Linked DNA regions of Sus scrofa: region 2 is linked to region 1. The links are chromatin contacts, called in public Hi-C maps. All regions are on one chromosome and are shown on one strand. The core of a region is the stretch at or near the end of the contact, and the rest is flanking DNA. Distances in the headings are between cores, read along the strand shown.

Region 1 (5,098 bases), core at 2,556-5,055:
CTTCAAAGCAAGGGATGCCTTCCTTTCTTAACTTCAGTCAGTGGGTAGGCTTCAGGGCAAACCCAGTGGCTCCGACCCGGTTTCCCCAGGACTCTGGGGCTGTCCTCCTCAGCTTCGTTGTCAGCTGGGGACGGGCTGTGCGCGCCTAGGTTCACACCCCCAGGACTGCAGTGGATCTTCCCCCAAGGCCCGACCTCCAGAAGCTGATGAGCGTAGACCCAGGTTCCAGGGTGGTTCAGGGATCTGCTGTCCAGACCTCATGCTGCTCGTCGGGCTAGGGCTGGGGCGGGCCCAGGGGCTCAGGCAGCAGCTCTGACTGTGGCCGGCCCGTTGTCTAGACAGCTGAGCTGATGCAGCAGTGTGCTGAGAGGCGCCTCCAGGAGGAAAGGTCCGTGAAGGAGCTGGTGGAGCAGGTGATGGAGACGCAGAAGAACGTCAGAGCAGCACAGACGAAGCTCCTGAAGGGCCGCCGGCAGATTGGTACGGTGCCCGCCAGGGGCGCTACCCCTGCCCCGTGCGGCCTGGCCGCTCTCCCGCCCTTCAGCGCCCCGCTTGGCCCCTAGTTCAGGAGGTGATGGAGGAGAGCCGGGAGCTGCTACAGCGCAGTGCAGAGGCGGCCAAGGAGGAGCAGAGGCGGCGCTGTGAGCTTACCGCCCAGCTGCGAGCCCTGGAGACGCAGCCCACGCGCAAGGGCAAGCTGGTGGACCTAACGCAGGTGGGGACCCAGCCCCAGCCCATGACCGCCCCATGAGCTCGGGGAGCTTCCCCATGTCCTGCTGGGCCTGGTAGTGCCAAGGGAGGCTGTGTCCAGAATTCCCACCAAGGCCTAAGGTGGTCTGGGCCCAAGCTGAGATCGGCTCGTCACTCCTATCCAGCTGCTGTGCACCGGCCCGGCCCACGCGAGGCCTGGGTCTGGCCCAGACCCTCACTGTCCTGCCAGGGAGACCTCTGTAGCACCTGCGGGTGGGCAAGACTGGCTCCATGGGGGGGCTCTGAGGACTCACCAGGCCCGGGTAGAGAGGGCAGTGTAGGGAGCACGCAGGTGCGCAGAGGCCAAGGCGGGAGGCTGAAAGAGGGCAGCAGTGTCTGGAAGCCTGTGTGAAAAACACCAGGAGAGGCCAGGCTGTTGCGTGGTGATGTGAGGGCAGGCCTGGCCCCAGGGGGTGTGCAGAGTCCGAGGGGATCTCTACCCGGAGCTCCAGCTCCTGGCTGGGGAGACCGTGGTGAGCTCCATCTGGGTCCTGCCACAGAGGAGGGGTCCCCAGGGCATCCAGCTGAGATTTCTCACCCAGGTCTAGGGCGGCCTGATGAAGCTGAATAGTGAACATGTCACCCAGGCACCACTGGGCAGGCAGGGGCTCTCTTGGGAATGGGGCCAGGCCTGTGGACTCAGGCGAGGCACCAGCACTGGTGAGAGGGAAAGCCAGTGCACCCAGCCAGGCAGGCTGGGCACAGGCCGTGGGCCTGGCTCCCAGCCTGAGGCCTGGCTCACCCACCCTGCAGATCCCCGGCTATGGCTTAGAAGGGGAGATGTCCATCGTGGAATTGCGCGAGCGGCTGGCTCTGCTCAAGGAAGCCCAGCAGCGCAAGCAGGAGGAGAAGCGAGACCAGATCATTCGCGGCAAGCGTGCCAAGAGCCAGGAGCTGCAGAACGCGGTGGAGCAGGTCGCGCTGTGCCGGGCGGCCAATGGGAGGACTGCGGCCTTGAGGTTGGTGCCAGTGGCCCCAGGGCAGGCACCTGGGGCCGCAAGGGGCAAGGAGCGTGCCTTTGCACCTGCATGGGTTCTCCTTCTAGCAACCCACCCCACTCCTGCCCAGGCAGTTCCCTTGCAATACTCTGCCCACCCCTGGACTATTTTCTTAGACGGGTTTCAGGCATTCAAAAGCGGTGAAAAAATCCTGTGGCGAGGCTTGGATATCCAGGGCCATGTCCTCCAGCCATGGGCTTCATCCAGCTAGCTGTTTAGTCTTTGCGGAACCATTGGGAAGTAGTGCAGGCATCAGATGCTTCACTCCTGAGCACCATTTTTTCTTTCTTTTTTTTTTTTTTGTCTTTATTTGCCATTTCTTAGGCCGCTCCCTCGGCATATGGAGGTTCCCAGTAGAGGGGTCAAATCAGAGCTGCAGCTGCCGGCCTACGCCAGAGCCACAGCAACGTGGGATCTGAGCCACATCTGCGACCTACACCACAGCTCACGGCAACGCCGGATCCTTAACCCACTGAGCAAGGGCAGGGACCCAACCCACAACCTCATGGTTCCTAGTCGAATTCATTAACCACTGTGCCACGACGGGAACTTTTTTTTTTTTTTTTTGGATTTTTAGGGCCGAACTTACAGCCTATGGAAATTCCCAAGCCAGGGGCTGAGAGTCCCAGCTGTAGTGGCCAGCCTACACCACACCACACCGATGTCGGATCCGAGCTGAGTTTGTGACTTACATCACAGCTCACAGCAACGCTGGATCCTTAACCTACTGAGTGAGGCCAGGGATCGAATCCGCATCCTCATAGCTACTAGTTGGGTTCGGTTCATTACTACTGAGCCGCGCTGCAAACTCCCCTAATCACCTTCTGAGAAAAAAAAAACCACTGCCCTACAAACCACAGCACGTGGACACAACTTGGAAACATCAGACTCCCGATATCCTGTTTGTGTTCACATTTCTTCAGGAATCCCAGGCCTGTTAACTATAACTTTCAGAGACTGTCTGCTCTAACTTTTTAAAGCCAGGAGTCAGTTGGGGTTCACAGGTAGCATTTGGTTGTCAAGCAGCTCTCCTCTCTTGTTTGGAAAAGCACGGGGACACAAACAGTCTTTTTGTTTTAGAAAAACCGAGGTGACTCTTCCGGCCCCACGTGGCCTAGTATGTAAGCCATCCCCCAAGATAGCCAAATAGCAGCAGCAGGTGACCTCGAGGCGTGGGTGGCAAGGGGAGCGTGGGAGAGGAAGGGGCTTTTGCTTGTTAATCCCAACACAGACAGACACACACAGTTAATATACATGGAATACTTTTTAACTATTATTATTTTGTCTTTTTGTCTTTTCAGGGCCACTCCCGCGGCACATGGAAGTTCCCAGGCTAGGGGTCGATTCCGAGCTACAGCTGCAGGCCTACATCACAGCCACAGCAGCGCAGGATCCGAGCCGCGTCTGCGACCTACACCACAGCAACAGCTGGATCCTGAACCCACTGAGCGAGGCCAGGAATCCTAGTTGGGTTTGTTAACCACTGAGCCACGAAGGGAATTCCCCATGAAATACTTTTTAAAAACGTTAAGTACAAGGAGCAAAAGGGGCGAGGTGCTGGGGAGCCCCGCCCCAGCTGTCTTCGGAGGGCCTTCCCCCTCCCCCGCACTTGAACCCCTCGGGTCAACCGCGGTGGGGGCCCTGCTAAGCCCGCCCCACCGCCCGCCCAGGTGGGAGGAGAAGAAGGCGCAGTCGGCGACTGCGGGAGCGCCCTCCCAGGACGAGCGGGTGCTGGAGCTGCAGCGCAGGATCCGGGAGAAGGCGGCCCAGCGCCGCGGGCAGGGGGCCCAGCCGCACGTGTCGGCGCCGCAGGCCCTGCGCCCCAAGCCGCGGGTGAGCCGCGGGTCGGGACAGTGCTGTTGGGGAGGCCGCGAGGGTGCACGGCGGTGCGGGGGGCCGGGAGCCGCGGTGGGGGGAGGAGCCCACGGGCGTGGGGGCGGGGCCGCCGCGGGGAGGGACGGCCCCGCCCCGCGCCGACCTCACTGCCCGCCCGCAGGCTCAGCGAGAGGCGCAGCGGAGGCTGGAGTTGGAGCAGAGCAGGGAGCGCCGGCTGCGAGCGCTGGTGCAAGAAGGCATGGCCTGCGGGCCCGCGCGCCCCCTGGGGGCCGCCTGAGCCGGGCAGGCACGGCCCCGGACCCTGAGACCCCCCCCCCACATACCTCCGAATAAAGCGTGCGCGGCGGTGTGCGCCTCTCCTTCCTTGGCCGCGCGCCCCACTCTGCCCAGAGCTGGGTTGCCCAATGAAATGCAAGTCGCCCAGTTGTTGCGTGGGACAAGCTAATGATGAAAAGTATAGTCTTTATCTGGAATTCAGATTTATTCGGGAGGCTTGTATTTTACCTGCTAAACATAGCCTCTCTAGCCCAGACCTAGCGCTAGGGATTCCTGGCGCCCTGTCCTTGGAGTTCCCAGAGCCTGTTCTGCCCGTGGAAATCTGGAATGCCCATTCTCTGCCCTGAGTCGGTGGCTTAGTCTGGGAACCCCCACGCCTAAATATGATTGTGCGTGTGCAGTTAGTGGGAGAAGTGACCGGAATTCTTGAGCCACTGGAAATTGGGCCTTCTCACCCCTTCCCTCATGTAAACCTCACCGCGATGGGGGGAGCTGGCTGGGGATGCAGGAACTGTCCCCACCACTCATCTGCTGATGAGGCCACTGGTGCTCAAAGAGATGATGTCACCTGCCAGGAGAGCCAGGACCCAGCAGTACTAAGCCAGGATGACTTTAGAGCACCACCCAGCCTCCGCCAGCGACACCAAAGGAACAAGGTTGGAGCCACTGGTGGGAGCCCGCCCAGGGCTCTGACAGGAATGGATTCACTCTCCTGAGTCCTTAGACCCAGCCCTGGACTGGAAGTGCTTGTCTTTGAGGACAGGCTGAGTGAGTGAAAGCCTCCTGGTGAATAGTGCCAATATGCCACTGCTCCCAGGAGAGACTGACAAGCCCATGGGGCTCAAGGCAGTAAGGGAGGGGGCTGGGAAGTGCCGGGTGGATAGGTTTCTAGGGGAGAGATCCCCACACTTCACATCCTCCTTGGGTCTGCTGAGATTGGCACCTGGAAGGCGGGCTGGGCCCCAGGGTACTTTCAGCCAGGAGGGTGGACATCTCTAAGTGGCAGGAACAGGCTAAAGACCAGAGTGCTCCCCCAGCATTCTCAACTGTGTCAGAACCCCAGGACTTTCCCACAACCCATGTTGGTAAAAAGAGGAATTCCCCACCTGTCAAATTAGAGCTGGGAGCAGATTAAATTTCATTTAAAGGAATAAACGTGACATTTCTTACATCCTGTGTTGTATGATTCAAACTTACTTGATACAGGGTTGGATGACTTATCCTGAGAGATTCCCTCC
Region 2 (4,971 bases), core at 2,107-4,606, 38 kb after region 1:
CCTGGCCTTGCTCAATGGGTTAAGGATCCGGCGTTGCCATGAGCTGTGGTGTAGGTTGCAGACGTGGCTCAGATCTGGCATTGGCTGGCTGCTACAGCTCCGACTGGACTCCTAGCCTGGGAACTTCCATATGCCGTGGGTGTGGACCTGATAAAAAAAAAAAACCATGATTCTGGAAGTACATGCTGAGAGTGTTTCAGGATGAGCTTAAGGCTTGCACTGGCAGACTGGGTAGCAGGAGACTGCCCTCGCACTGAAGGCCTGAATGGAACTAAAGGATCACTCCTGTGGCCTGAGGGCCTCTGAGCTGGGACAGTATTTTTCCCAGCTTTTGAACTCACACTGAAACATCATCTCCTCAGTCTCAAACCTGCTGCATCTCAACTCTGCCACCACCGCTGGCCCTCCTGGTCTCTAGGCTTTGGGACTTGGTCTGGGACTACACCACTGGCCCCCCTGTCTCCAGCTTGCTGACTGCAGACCTTGGGGCTTGTCAGCCGCCATCACTGTGTGGGCCGACTCCATACAATACATATACTTCCCACTGGTTCTGTCTCTCCGGAGAGCACTGACTAACACGTCCTTCAATGGGGTGAAAACTGATTCTTAAGGAGAGGAACCAGTCTTAAATACTACAGTGGTTTACGGCCCTCCTGAGCTCAACTCCACCAAATAAAATCTTATTCCTTAGTATTTTCTCCTTAATGTCTTGATACTTTTTCCTTAGGGGGGATAATGATTTTATGTTGAGAACCACTGGGTCATGCCTTTGCTTCATAACTTCTGCCAGGACCACCCTCTCTACTCCCCTCGAGGCTGTCCCACGTGTCCCGCCCGCCCATCCTGCTCCCTTGACGTCCATTCTCAACCTAACAGCCCCAGTTTCCTCAAATCATACATCCTACAATGACAGCCCCTACTCAAAACCCTCTATGGCTTTCAGCTGCCTTTAGTATAAAACACAATCTTGATTTTGTCGGTTCCTGGGACATGCTCAAGTCTTGCAGTGCTGAAAACCCTTTGTTCTACAGTGAGTGGCTCTGGTTCAGCTCACCTCAGAGAGGCTTCCCCTGTCCCCAAAAGAGCTTTTGACATCAACTGTGGGCTGCTGGAACCCAGCAGCTGTACCTGAGCCACATCTGAGTTGGAATCTGGGCCCTGCCTCTGACTATCTGGGTAACTGAGCAAATCCCTCACCATCTATGGACTTGAGTTTCGCATCCATAACATAAGGCTGATGGTGCACATCCTGAGAATGGCTGTGTGGGTGAGATGATACAGCAGCAGGCAGAGGGGCTGGGGCGTAAATGCTTGACAAATGATCATTATTACGTCATTCATTCATCCAGCAAATATTGGACTGCTGTGTGCCCAGCTCTTGCCTGGCAGGAGCTGCGATGCAGAGGTGCAGGAGGTAGACACTCCTATGCCTCCCCGAGTCCCTGCCCCCTAAGACTTGACTTTTCTGGGGGGCTGCTGAACACTAAGAATCTCAATTCAGCGCAATGTGTTCTGATAAGCGAACAGCACAGGGGCTGTGGGAGCGGGCAATGTCTGACCCAGCCCGTGTGGGGAGGGGGCAACCCAAACCATTGCCCCCACTAGAGTGCTAAGGCAAGCATCTCCGCTCACCCTCTCAGCCTTCCTTCAACAGCAGGGTCAGTCCAAACCCTTGGGGAGGGGCCCAGGCAAGAGTGCAAATGGAGGGCCTCTGCTCCTCTGTATCATCGCTCCAGAACCAGTGATGGAACCAAAGGGGGCAAGACAAGTCTCTCGTGCTTCGGTGTTTGTGATGGGTGGGGGCCTCTAGAGCGCAGGATCCAGGCAAAGAACCCCTGTGGTCCGTCTAGGGCAGAACTGTACCTGGGGCTTGTTGAAGATGGGCAAGGGGCCCAGGAAGGAGGGTCCAGGCGGAAAGGCCCCACTGGAAGGCCCGGGAGGGTCTGCCGGGGTTCGTGGCCTGTGCGGTGGATGAGTTCAAGATCGTGAGAAATGGCTGGACTGCTCCGGTGCTTTGCAGGGCAGCAGGGCCCCAAGAGTCCAGGCGACGACTGCACGGGGCCGCAGGGAGAGGGCGAGCTCGGAAGGGCGCCTCCAGGCCGGGGGTTCTAAGCTAACTGCCAGGTCTGCCGGCTCGCGGCGTTCCCTGGCCCAGAGCGGACCCCGACCGACCGCCGCCGGGTCCAGCGCTTTCCAGACGCCCTCCGGAACTCGCCCAACCCACGGAGGCGGGTTATTCTCGTCCCATTGAGTCACCTGGGCTCGGGCGACGGGCCCGACCCAAGGTCACATAGCCAGTCAGTTGGGAATGCGGACTCGAACCCACAGCCGGGCCAAGGTCACCGGGCCTTTCTTGGAGGGTCAGATCCGGGGCTACCCGCCCGGCGCGTCCCGAAAGCCAGGCCGGCCAGGCCTGCAGACCCCGCGGCAGAGGCGCGGGGCGCGGGGGCGTCTGGGAGCCTGTCAAAGAGGCGGAACTCCTCGCCACCAGCCTTGTAGTTCGCCTACTGAGGGCGACGCAGCCCTGTGCTGGCCAGGCCCCTCCGCCCAACTACAAGTCCCAGAAGGACCTGCGGAGTGGGCGGAGCTTGCAGCTCGACCGCGCGGTGACGCCACCGCCGCCTCCAGCTCCCCCGCCGCAGCCCCTCGCAGCGTCTGGGCGCTCGACCGCGCGCGGCCTGACGGGAATCGTCGTCCCTCCGCCGGGCACCCCTAGCGGCGGCGCTGGCGCGTGGACTCCAGGTCCCAGCGTGCTTTGCGCTCCGGCGCACGTTAACGGCGGGAGGGGAGGGCGCGGCAGAGGGGGAGCGGCGCTCGGAGGGCGGAGTAAGGCGGGGGGGGAGGGCGCCCACACCCCTCCCCCTCCCCGCCGCTCCTTCCCCCTCCCCCGACGTAAACTGGGATCCCTTTCCCCTTGTGTCCGCCATATTGGACTCTAACTCTGGTCAGCGGCGGCGCCGGGCCCGGTGGACTCGCCGTTGCTCCCGCCCAGCGGCCGCCCCGCAGCTCCCGCCCGCCCGGCCCTCCCCGCCCGGAGGCGACCCCGCGCAGCGCCCCCCGCCCGCGGCCGGCCGGAGCGCCCCGCCGCCGCCGCCTCAGCCTCCCCGCCTTCCCCGCCCTCCGCCGCCGCCCGCGGCCCCGCGCCCGCTCCGCGCCCTCCCCGCCCGCCGCCCTCCCGCCATGAGCCCGGCCGACGCTAAGCGCGGGGCCAAGCGCCGGAAGAACAAGCGGGGCGGCGGCGGCGGCGGCTCGGGCGGGGGCAACGGCGGCGCGGGCAGCGGCAAGGCCGGCCCGGCGGCGGCGCTGCGCGGCTCCCAGGCCCCGGGCCTGGCGGCCCCGGGCGGCGCGGCGGCGGCCAACGGGCCCCTCGGCGCGGGCGCGGGCGGCGCCGCCCCCGGAGGCTACTTCGAGGTAAGCGGGGGCGGGCGGAGGGCGCGGTAACGGGCGCGGGGCGGGGGCCGCGGTCCGCTCGCGCCCTGACAGCCTCCCGCGGGCACGGCGGGCCCCGGTGGGAGGCGCGCCGAGCCTGGGGCTGGGCTGCCGCGCGCCAGGTGCCGCATCTCCAGGAGCGCGGCGCCGCCTGCCCACCTGCGCGGCGCTGTCACGGGCCCGGGGGTGGTGCCGCGTCGCCCGGCGCGGAGCTCGTCCTTGAGGTTGCTCGGGTGCGATTCCCGAAGAACTGGGAGTCAGGTGACGAGCGGGGCTTCCCTGGCGGGGCCCACCTCCTCCACGCCCTTGCGAAAGTGTCTCCTGGAAGTTTTCTTTTTCTTCTCCAGTGTGGTCATTGGAGAGACACCTGACAGTCTTCTGGAGGTGGTGGCCCCGGCTCTGCATCCTCTGCTTTTTAAAAGTTTTTTAGAGGTAATTGGTGGTCTGGTCACTCAGGCCTGTTATGTAGGGCTTGAACTTAAGGCATTTGAATAGGAATTTTTTCTGTTTTACTTTTGAAGGCAGCTGGCACACACTGCCTCTGTCAGTTGTGGATTGCTGCCACTTTTATTCCTCTCCTGGTCCCAGCACTTTCCAAGACGCAGTACTGGGTCGTGGGTATGCCGTTGGCAGTCATTTCTACCCGTTGAGTTGTGTCCTAAAAGAGAATGGATTTATTTCCAGAGTTGTCTAGTTGGAACTGTTAGGTAAAGACGTTTGCAACAGTAACAAGAGGCAACAGACAAAAGCCTCATCAGGAGTGTTTATTTGTGTGCCCAGTTCCAAGACAGTAGTTGTTTTATGCGAGATTATAAATACCGTGTTGGAGTGGTGTGCAGGGAGAGTGCATGGGAAGTCGTTGCATGTGCCATAGCTCTCTGATGCCTATGCTCTTGTATGAACTTGCAGCAAGGTGTGTGTATGCTTTAGTGTTTTGAGTGCTCTCTGCAGTTGGAGCTTTCTTAGATTGTATGTCAGATTTGTTTTGGATCCTGGGTCAGAGCCCTTGACCTCACCGTCTCCGGAGGTTACCGTTCCTCAGTATACTAGAGAGCGAAACAGGTGGAGTTCTGAGGATCCAGAATGAGGCTTGTGGATTTGCATCAGTGGAGTGTAAATTAAGGGCAGTGTTTACTGCAGGAGGGGAGGAGAGGGGAGGGTGGGACGTCTGCCTAAGTAGGTCTTTTACAAAAACGTTGACAATCTTGGCTGTACCTGGATGTAAAATACACCTACTTCTGTTGATTTAATGAAAGCAGGGTGGTGGTGCAATAAAAATTCTTTCACTGGCCTTTCATAACATTATTTCAGGCTTTGATAATTCTCACTTATTTTGCGATATTTAGCTAAAATAACCTTTTAGTTAGTTTTTATTTGTTGGCTTGGCCGTGTAGCAGCTTGATATGGGATCTCAGTTCCCAGACCAGAGATCAGACCCTGGCCACAGGTGGTGAAGGTGCAGAGACCAGACCCCCAGGGAACTCCTCTTTTAGTTGCTGTTCTTTTGCCACACCTGCAGCATATGGAGATTCCCAGGCCAGG

What was found. Hi-C and Micro-C count contacts between places; a contact is called where the count stands out from the background.
Region 2: a contact with region 1 is called in a Hi-C map of liver, with 5 times the contacts expected there. The contact joins the promoter of FAM193A here to the enhancer-like site in region 1. A contact is called at or near these places in 1 of 5 promoter capture datasets (liver), 11 of 47 Hi-C or Micro-C datasets (alveolar macrophages, blood, embryonic fibroblasts and 5 more) and 2 of 2 datasets of contacts at active chromatin or transcription factors (alveolar macrophages and skeletal muscle).

What each region holds. Positions count from the first base shown.
Region 1 is chr8:1,346,701-1,351,798 of Sscrofa11.1, forward strand. CFAP99 (cilia- and flagella-associated protein 99) reads left to right here. Exons shown (of 16, transcript XM_021100933.1): 12 at 339-480; 13 at 564-715; 14 at 1,504-1,709; 15 at 3,419-3,581; 16 at 3,745-5,031. The coding sequence ends at 3,861. Among named protein-coding and RNA genes, the nearest start is that of RNF4, 18 kb to the right of the region's middle. Within about 2 kb of position 3,806, at least 51 of the 83 cell types and tissues checked have an H3K27ac peak or open chromatin away from gene starts, as enhancers often do. A contact at or near this core is called in alveolar macrophages, liver, skeletal muscle and 1 more, where this site is marked.
Region 2 is chr8:1,385,086-1,390,056 of Sscrofa11.1, forward strand. FAM193A (protein FAM193A) reads left to right here and starts at 3,357. Exons shown (of 22, transcript XM_021100934.1): 1 at 3,357-3,411. It overlaps LOC102159054 (a long non-coding RNA gene), which reads right to left and starts at 2,696. Exons shown (of 3, transcript XR_304717.3): 1 at 1,633-2,696.